Regions from separate parts of the Rattus norvegicus genome. Here region 2 is linked to region 1. The links are chromatin contacts, called in public Hi-C maps. All regions are on one chromosome and are shown on one strand. Each heading gives the region's core, a stretch centred on a gene start, on an enhancer-like site or on the middle of the called end of the contact. The rest is flanking DNA. Distances are from core to core; before and after follow the strand shown.

Region 1 (4,516 bases), core at 892-3,391:
CGTTGTAGATTACATTTCTCTACAGACCCCCACATTTGGAAGGTCTGGGTCTAGTAAACAAACTGTAATAATTAAACAATAATTGTGTTTTCTCATTGACAGCTCAGGTTATTGCGCCAAATCTTCTGCTGATCTCTCTCTCCCTCCCCCCATCCCTACCCCTCCCTCTCCATAGTGCATTGGTGGGGATACCTTCCCAGACCTCATGCAGGGCCCTGGATGTGACTCCCAGTTACATGTCCAGAATACCCTCCACTTCATCACAGACACCCTTTCACAGTTCCTTGTGTGCCTGCCATTATAAAGTCTCGTTCCTGACTATTTTTCTACTCCTTGTGTCTTTGCTTGGCATATATAACTGGCACTTGGTAAACATTTGTTGAAGGCATTAAGGCATTAGGTAACTGAAACACAAGAGAATTGTGGGCCTTATATTGGCTTGGAGAGTCTTAATCTATAAATATGGTAGGGTTGCTGAAGTGTTGACACTGGCTTAAATGAAAGTGACCAAGTTGAAAATACGAGATTAACGTTGGGGGAGGGGTTGAGAAATTATGCTTCCAGCACATTGTCGAGGTTCTGGTTCTTAATATGGAGGAATCCTGGCTACTCCTGAACAGAGACAGAAACCTGCTCATTTCATACATATCCACCGCAGAGCTAATGGAGAAGCCTAAGGAGCTTTATGAACTGTAAGGGTATTATTATTTTATGGCTCATATGGTTGTTCGCCTAAGTCTCTTGGTAACACCCATTTTCCCTGGCCATAGTTTTGGAGACACTTAGGACCATTCTGCCTCTGTGTTTGTGTCATAAACTTTCTTACCCCCTTACGATGAAGAGCACAGCAGTATTTGGTTGACCACCTACTTTGTGCTTTGTGTTCTGGAGTCTTTTATTAAGCTTCACAGGGTCTTTAGCAGTGGATAGCATCAGGTAAGAGAAGAATAGCACCATGTCCTGGCGCCAGGACAGTTTTCGGGACTTTCCTAATGATCTAATGCTCTCTGTTGGGGACACATTGCATAAGTACAGGAGAGTCCTTGGAGAAGCCACAGCACCTGCCAACACCTCAGACAGGGATGTAAGTTAAAGGATGCCCCAGCTTTCAGACACCCCCTCTTACCAGAAGTTCGCTAAACACAGCTGTTAGGGAGAGTGAGCCCGACAGCCTCAGTCAGTCCTCTCATCAGACGGCAATCAAAAGTTGCTTGCTAAAACAGTGGGGCTGAAAACACTCTTGGCAGTTCCAACAGCCAGTGGTAAGAACAAGCTTTCTTTCCTTGCAACAAGTACATTATCCAAGGGCCAGAAGTGCTCAAAATCATTGATTGGCTAATTATAAGTAACTCAAGGGCCGTAATGTTTCAGTCCCTCTGTGGGAATATTTATAAGTGTTCAAGTTCAGCTCAGATAAAAGAGAGGAACCCCACCCAAGGAAACTGCAGGGGAAAGTCTGGAATGTAGATGGCATGGGATGTTGCCAGTCTGAAAGAAGAAGGTTCAATATATCACTGGGTTTTACAAACTTTGGAAAACAGATTCCCTGTGTCCCCCCAGCTTTCAGTGGGATGTAAAGCTAGAGGCTTTCCCCTTACTCACAGTAGAAAGTCTACCCTATTTTCTTAGGAAGGGGAGCGGTTGCTTTAGCACTCTGGCGAGATTCCCAACATGAACAGGGTGGCCCGATTAAAACAGGCCTGTGGATGCTTCTGCGTGAGGGAAGGGGTTAGCTGTAAAGCACCATGTGTATGTGGGTGTTTAATGGATATGAGCTGATTAAATTGGCCACCCTGAATTATAACCTCATACCTCTGGAGCTCCTCTCTGGCTCTTAGCTCAGGACCATATTCTTCAGACTTTCTGCCCGAACTTGTTAGGCAGAAATGCTTCCTCTTAAAGCTGCTTGTGTTTTTTGCCCAACTTTTCTTTGTTTCAAAGATGCGCAAAAGAATATGACCATAGGAGTCCCTTCCCTTCAAATACAGGCCCAGCTGCAGTGACGGCAGCCACACCCACGGCACTTCCCCTCAAACCTGCTGCCTCCATCTGTTTCTCCGTCTCTGGACTAGTACAAAGCCAGTGTCTGTCTGGGACAGATAGTGAGCTGATAGCAGACAGAGGAGGCCTTGTCTAAAGAAGGAAAAACTACTGTTCTAGAAACCGGGCGACCTAGCTTTCTGGCTGGATTGTGCTAAGAGCCATCTGTGTGGTTAGGAGAGTCCTTTGTTCCTTCACCCATAAAAGGCAAGGGTGAGACAAAAAAAAAATCAATATTTCTCAAATTGTGGGCTCTGGATTCTTGGGGTCTGCACGTTCTATGAGATTTTTTATGCTCTTACCACCAAAGTTTTTTTTTAATTATAAAGACAGTATAATTAACAATTGAAAGACACTGCAAAAAATAAATATTAATTTCTTAAACTGATGATTCTGAAACTTATGTAACATTTTCTGGAAGTTTCTTGGTGTATAATGGGAATCTCAAATAGTTATTTTTTAAAAGGACTCCATGAATCAATCAATGAAATTTAAGATAAAGCAAAACATCTTAGTTTCAAGTTTTTTCTTCTCACTGTGGTGTGCTTAACTCTTTCAGCGTGTGGGCTTCTTCTGTTTTTACAATCAAGATATTTTCTCTTTCACCAGAATTGTACACGAAACTGTAAAGAGTGTGTTTCTTACAAAGGCTGCTTTTCCCTTTAAGATTCAGAGCACTGGGCTGAGGACATAACTCACTGGGTAAAGTACTTGCCACACGAGTATGAGAACCCAAGTTCAAACCTCCAGAGTCCATGTAAATCTGGTACTGGAGCACCTGTCTGTGATCCTGGTGCCCCTACATGGACCTGGGAGACAAGAGAATCTCTGGGAACTCACGGGCTACTGACCTGGTATTTGAAGCAGGGAAGGGCAGAGACCCTGCCTCAAACAAGGAGGAAGACAAGGGAGGACAGATCTTCAGGCCTCTGCTTGTGCCATAACACACATACATCCTCATACACACACACACACACACACACACACACACACAGAGAGAGAGAGAGAGAGAGAGAGAGAGAGAGAGAGAGATTCAAAAGGCTGGAGAGATGATTCAGTGTTTAAGAACACAAGTTGCTTTGCTTCACTTCGCTTTGCTTTGCTAGAGGACACAGGTTCGGTTCTTAGCACCCACATGGTGGCTAACAACCAATTAATATTCCATTTCTGAGGGACCCAATGCCTTCTTCCTGCCTCTTCAGGTAAATGCACATAATGTATAGAATACACTCAGAAAAAAAAAAAAACACTCATGTAGATTTAAAACAAATCAGAGCATTTAAGCCATTTTTAATCAATTTTGTCAACTGGGACTACCTTTATTTTCCAACCCTTATAAACCTAAGATTAAATTTATTTGTACATTTTAAATCAGTTTACAAAATGCATTTGTATATACTATCCATCCATCTTTTATTTTGTGTGCACATGTGTGGGCATGGTGCACATATGGAAGTCAGAAGACAACTTATGGGAATTAGTCACCACCGTATTCTATCATGTGAGTCTTGGGCATCAAACCCAGGTCCTCAGACTTGGTGGCAAGAGCCTCTATGACTGAGGCATCTCACTGACTTCATCCCTTTTGATTTTTCAGTAGACATTGTCTGGTAAATAGATCAAGTAGCATGATGCCCATTATAGAAGGAAGGATAAGCCTACCATAAAAAACACCTGCTGTTTTCTGATTCATTCTCCCCAATGAAGCTTCCCAGGTATCTGTTAGGCACTCTACTTCGATGAACCAGGGTTACTTGTTTCAGGAAATAGTGACTGGAGCTTCTCATTCAAGGATAGCCTGACATTGCCAGGTGTCAATCACATGGCATCAGTACTGACTTAGAGAGTCTCAGCCCAGTTCCTGGTATGAACAGGTACTCTGTGTTTATTGAATGTTAAGTGAGTAAATGAACGGGAGGATTTTTTAAAACTCAATCCTTCTGCCTGGGGTTGCATGCCTCTGCAATCCTATCACTCAGGAGTCAAGGTCAGTAAGAGTGTCTGAAAACCCAAACCAACAAAATCTTTCTAATTAAGGTCTGTGAACTGGAGGTCATTTTTTTCCTCACAGACTTTTCCAAGTACTAAGTCAACAGGATTTGCTCAGAGTCTTTCAAGTGCTTTGAGGGGAAAGTAGGGAATTGATGAGAAATGGTGGACTGACAGACCAACATAGGAAATCCCCTTTCTGGCTTTCTCTACCTTTCCATCCAGGGCTGAATGGTCTTCCAAGGGAAATGGTATCATTTTGCCAGGGACCGAGTGAAATTGTCACTCCCAGGGAGAGGAGAGGTATGACGGGGTGTGAAGAGTAAGGAGCTGGTAGCCAGGTGTACCCCATGGGCAGATGGGTTGGAGAGCAGAGGAGCTGGTGAGAAGACTGTGGCTCCAGCCAGAACATGTCGGCATGCAAAGGAGAGAGGCTTCATCTGCTTCTCACATAGTGTGGTTTGGCTACTTTCCCATTACTTCCCGG
Region 2 (4,270 bases), core at 1,193-3,692, 240 kb after region 1:
ACTTAATCACATTTAAATGACTACTTAGTGCTCTGGATAGGAAGTGGAAATGGAGTGGAAATTGGGGAAGGTGAGTGTGTACTTGATTTCTTCCAGCCCGAGGTGAGTCAAGACTGTAATGGGTCTCCTGATGGAGCAGAGATGGCCACTGCCTCCTTCCAATGCAGAGAAGCACAAAAGAAACAAAGAGGAAAAAGAGGACAGGGCTCTCTGCCCCACGGGCCAGCCCTGAGGCTGGAGTCTAAGGGAAGTAGAGAGAAGATCCCAGGCCTCAGAGAGACCTTCCCAGACTCTCATGTGGGATCGCTCCCTAGCCCCTCAGCTTCCCTTTTCTTCCAAGCGTTTCTGATTCTTGATGCTGTTGTTTGGTTTGTGTTGAATGCTTCTCTCAGCTCTGATTGTTGCTGTCTCTCAGTGCCTAGAGGCTTCCCTGCCACTTTTGGTGCTGAAGAATCAACACTGCGGGTGTTGCCTGAATACTGAAAGGCCCTGTGATGTCAGAGCAGCAACAGGGTGAGAGAAAAGGCAGCCAGAAAGCCAAAGGGAGGGGGGGGGGCTGAGAGATGGTGGCCCGCATGATTCCCCTAGGCAAGGGGAAGAGAGAAGAATGTGCAAAAGTGGAGGAATGCAGTTGCAGCATGAAGGCAGTGAGATTATTGTGTCAGCAACATTTGGATCCCATTGGTGAGGAGAGACATGTGGGCCCAGCAAGGAGACAATTGTGGTAGTCAAGACAGGATGTGAATAAGACATAAAGAACTGTTTCATCAGTGGGGATGGAAAAGAGCAGGGCCGTGGGGCTAACAGAGGGAGCAGGGAGGGTCGGCCTGGCATTCACACTCGCCTCCTCTCATGCGTCCTCAGTATGTCTCTATGTGCACACCTGCACACACAGGCCACCCACAGAGAGCATGCACTCAAAGCCCCATGTCACATTCTAGCCTAGTCGCAAGTCCCGTGATCTACTTCATGTTTTTTCTCTTGTTGGCTTCTGACCATAGAGTGTAGAACTGGGAAGAACAGGGAGCAGAAACTGGAGAAGGCTGTGCCTTCTCTGGTACCAGGTCAGATTCTGGCTACTGGAGAGAGAAAGGCCTCGGAGAAGTCACAAGCTCTGGGACAGAAAGGAGAGAGCAGACGGGTGAAGGAAGACTCGGGGAGGGGAGAAAAGCCCTTCTGTGAACTGGGCAGGGTGACTGTTAGCTAACATCCTAACTCATGCTCGCACATGTGTGGGCCACATGAAGGGTCTATAATTGAGACTGGGGCCTGCAGGAGGCAGATGGGCTTCTTGCAAGGAGTCGGTGGGGACATGCTTGGGAATCCAGTGGAAACAGGACTTTATTTTTAAAGGGCCTTAAATTGATGTCTACTAACCTAAATATAACTGAGTGGCCTTCTCCCCAGCCAGGCCAGACTTCTGAACAAGCTCCAAGACCCTACCTAGGAAGAGAAAAATGAGAGAGAGAGAGAGAGAGAGAGAGAGAGAGAGAGAGAGAGAGAGCGCCACAGATGGAAAAGGTCACACAGTTAGCCCTCTGGGTGTGCTGGGGGAGGGAGATGGATGAACTGGTTGTAGACACACTGCATTCCCCCGTGGCCTCACACTCAAGAAAGAAAGATTGACGACTGCTGGGCAGTGGAAGAGGGGAGCCAGCACCCACTTTATATCTAGAGTCTGCCTGGCAAACACTTAAGGCCCAGGCTTGAACTCAGCCAACAGTCCAGTGAGAGGGGAGGGAGGTTCCACAAGCATAGATGTTACATGCAGGACAACAACCAAGGGACAAACAACCAACAGACCTGTATGACATTTAAATGGAAGGTTTTGAGCAGAGAGGATCCACTCTGCCTGCTGGGCTGGAGAACCTGAAAAGTCTTGCCGTCAAAGATGGGCCTTAAAGGACAAGGGCAGAAAAGGAGAAAAAAAAACAGCAGGAGGGGGCAGGATGCTTTTGGTGGGGGAGGGGAGGGAGGTGGAGGCTTCTAAGTAGTCAGATTACACTGGAGTGCAAGAATGTGTGAGTGAGTAGGAGGGAGAAGCTTGCAGCCCCAGGGCTCCAAGCCTCTCTAAAATATGTCTTTGAGTCTGTAGGTAAACAGAGGCCATGGAAGGGTTAGGGCAGGGGAAGAAGTCCACATAATCACATCCATTGACAGAAGGTTGATTTGGTAATAAGGTACAACACAGAGCTTCCCAGAGGCAAGGAAAAGCCCAAGAATGCCCAGGTGAGGGAGATGTCCAGTGAGGCTAGCTACTGTATCAGACCCTCACGCCTCAGGGCCACGGCACAGTGGACATTTCTTTTCCTTTTACACTTAAAGCTGTGGTGTGAGGCTGAGGCAGTTTAGGATCCAGAAAAAAAGGAGCCTCCTTCATCTTCAGCTTGAACCGACACGCATCTGGCACAGAAGTCCTGGACTGCACGGGAAGGTTTCATGAAATGGATGCTCCACTGAGAGCACTCACATGGCCTCGGCCACATGCACTGAGGGCTGGGTTGAAGGGTGCTGTAGTTCAGATACCTAATGTTTCCTTAAGAAGCGTATGTTGAAGATTTTGGTCCTTGACTGCCCAGAGAATGACCTACAAGAGCCACACTTCAAGCTGTGAACGAGCGTGTCTATTAAGAATGAAACAGCTTTTCTCCTTTCCTCCGACATCATGCACACTACGCCTGGTTCGGCTTCTCGCCGTGTCTTCTCACAAGACCTTCAGAATCAAGCGATTCCTAGCCAAGAAACAAAAGCAAAATCGTTCTCTTCCTCAGTGGATTCGGATGAAAACTGGTAACAAAATCAGGCACAACTCTAGGAGGAGACACTGGGGAAGAGGGAAGCTGGATCTGTAAGGATCCACACAATGAAAAGACTGAGAGTTTATACTCATTGTGGTTGTCAATCAGTCCTACCAGATGGATTTCAACATTTTTAACCTGAGACTTGTGTCTAGATTAGGGTGCTTGTCCAATAATAAAATTTAGAACTTGTCAAACTGAAAAAAAAAAAAGAATGAAACAAGTCAGAGTAAAAGAGGAAGAAGGGGAGGAGGAGAAGGAGGAGGAGAAGAGGGAGGAGGAGGAGGAAGAGGGGGAGGGAGACAGAGAGACAGAGACAGAGAGATAGCATCATCAAATCTTAGCCGGTACTCAAGCATCCAACAGGAACTTGGGAAGCTGAGGCAGTCAGCTAGAGTTCTCAGCTAAGCTCTCTCCATGGGTGAGCTCCTTCCCCTTTTGCACTGCAGGTATTTTTAATATCATGAAGTCAACAACAGATCCCTCTGTTGGAACTGACTTACCTTCTAGCTGCTTTCAAGGACACAGAGTTTACAGTGTTTGCCTGATTGTTCATTCTTTTCCCTCACTGTCACAGAGTTAAGCAGCCCACCCTGAGACAAGGGCATTGGAGGACATTTTGAGACAAGCATGCTTGGGTTTGAAATGGGATGAGGGACAACCATGCACCATGCACATAGAACCAAATGAAAATTTACCAGTATAAAGCACCTGGCCATAGCATTACTGGGAGGTGGTAGAATGTTTAAGAGGTAGGGCCTAGGGCGAGAATGTAGCTCTTTTGAGAGAATGTTTCCCTGTCAGACAGGAAGCTCTGGGTTGGATCATCAGCACAGCATAAGAATGTGGTGGCTTTTCCCAGTGATTCCAGCACTCAGAATGTTGAGACAGGAGGATCAGAGTTCAAGGCCAGCTGGGGCTGCGTAGATCCTGCTTCAAGTATACATAGTAGACTAGAATAGGAAAAAAGAAAACCGGAAGTGGTAGAGACTGGTGAAAGGAAGTTAGGAAGGTGAGGATATACCCTTGAAAAGAACATGGGACCTTCTGAGTCACTGCTGTGTTTCCTCTCTGTCCCCTCCAGTTATTTCATTTCCCTGACTCTTCCTCCACCTAACTCCACACACACAGAGAGACCCCACTCCTAACCTTTACCATCATCTCTGTGACCAGAATACTTCTTCAGAGCTCAGACGTCTTACAGCAGAGATGACCAGAGTGTGTGTGTTAGTCTGATGACACTGATTCTATATGGCCCCAATAGTGACTATATATACTCACACCAACTGTGTACATATGCACCCCACATGCCAGACCAATGCTAATGGGGTTGATTTCAAATCCTCTTGTTCATTGCTGGTATACAGAGAGGCAGGTTACAGTATTGTTTTAACCTTGTATCCTGTAACCTTGTAACCATGTGTGGGTTCTAGTCAACTCCATTGGATTTTCTCTATGACTCATGTCACCTG

What was found. Hi-C and Micro-C count contacts between places; a contact is called where the count stands out from the background.
Region 2: a Hi-C map of Schwann cells shows a contact between it and region 1, with 2.1 times the contacts expected there. The contact joins the promoter of LOC120103562 here to the enhancer-like site in region 1. A contact is called at or near these places in 1 of 12 Hi-C or Micro-C datasets (Schwann cells) and 1 of 1 datasets of contacts at active chromatin or transcription factors (oligodendrocytes).

The regions. Positions count from the first base shown.
Region 1 is chr6:104,289,285-104,293,800 of GRCr8, forward strand. The region is part of intron 8 of Rad51b (RAD51 paralog B); the gene reads left to right. Among named protein-coding and RNA genes, the nearest start is that of Atp5pdl1, 140 kb to the right of the region's middle. Within about 2 kb of position 2,142, at least 15 of the 93 cell types and tissues checked have an H3K27ac peak or open chromatin away from gene starts, as enhancers often do. A contact at or near this core is called in Schwann cells, where this site is marked.
Region 2 is chr6:104,532,478-104,536,747 of GRCr8, forward strand. It overlaps LOC120103562 (60S ribosomal protein L39-like), which reads left to right and starts at 2,443. Exons shown (of 1, transcript XM_063262771.1): 1 at 2,443-3,057. The coding sequence starts at 2,583. The coding sequence ends at 2,852.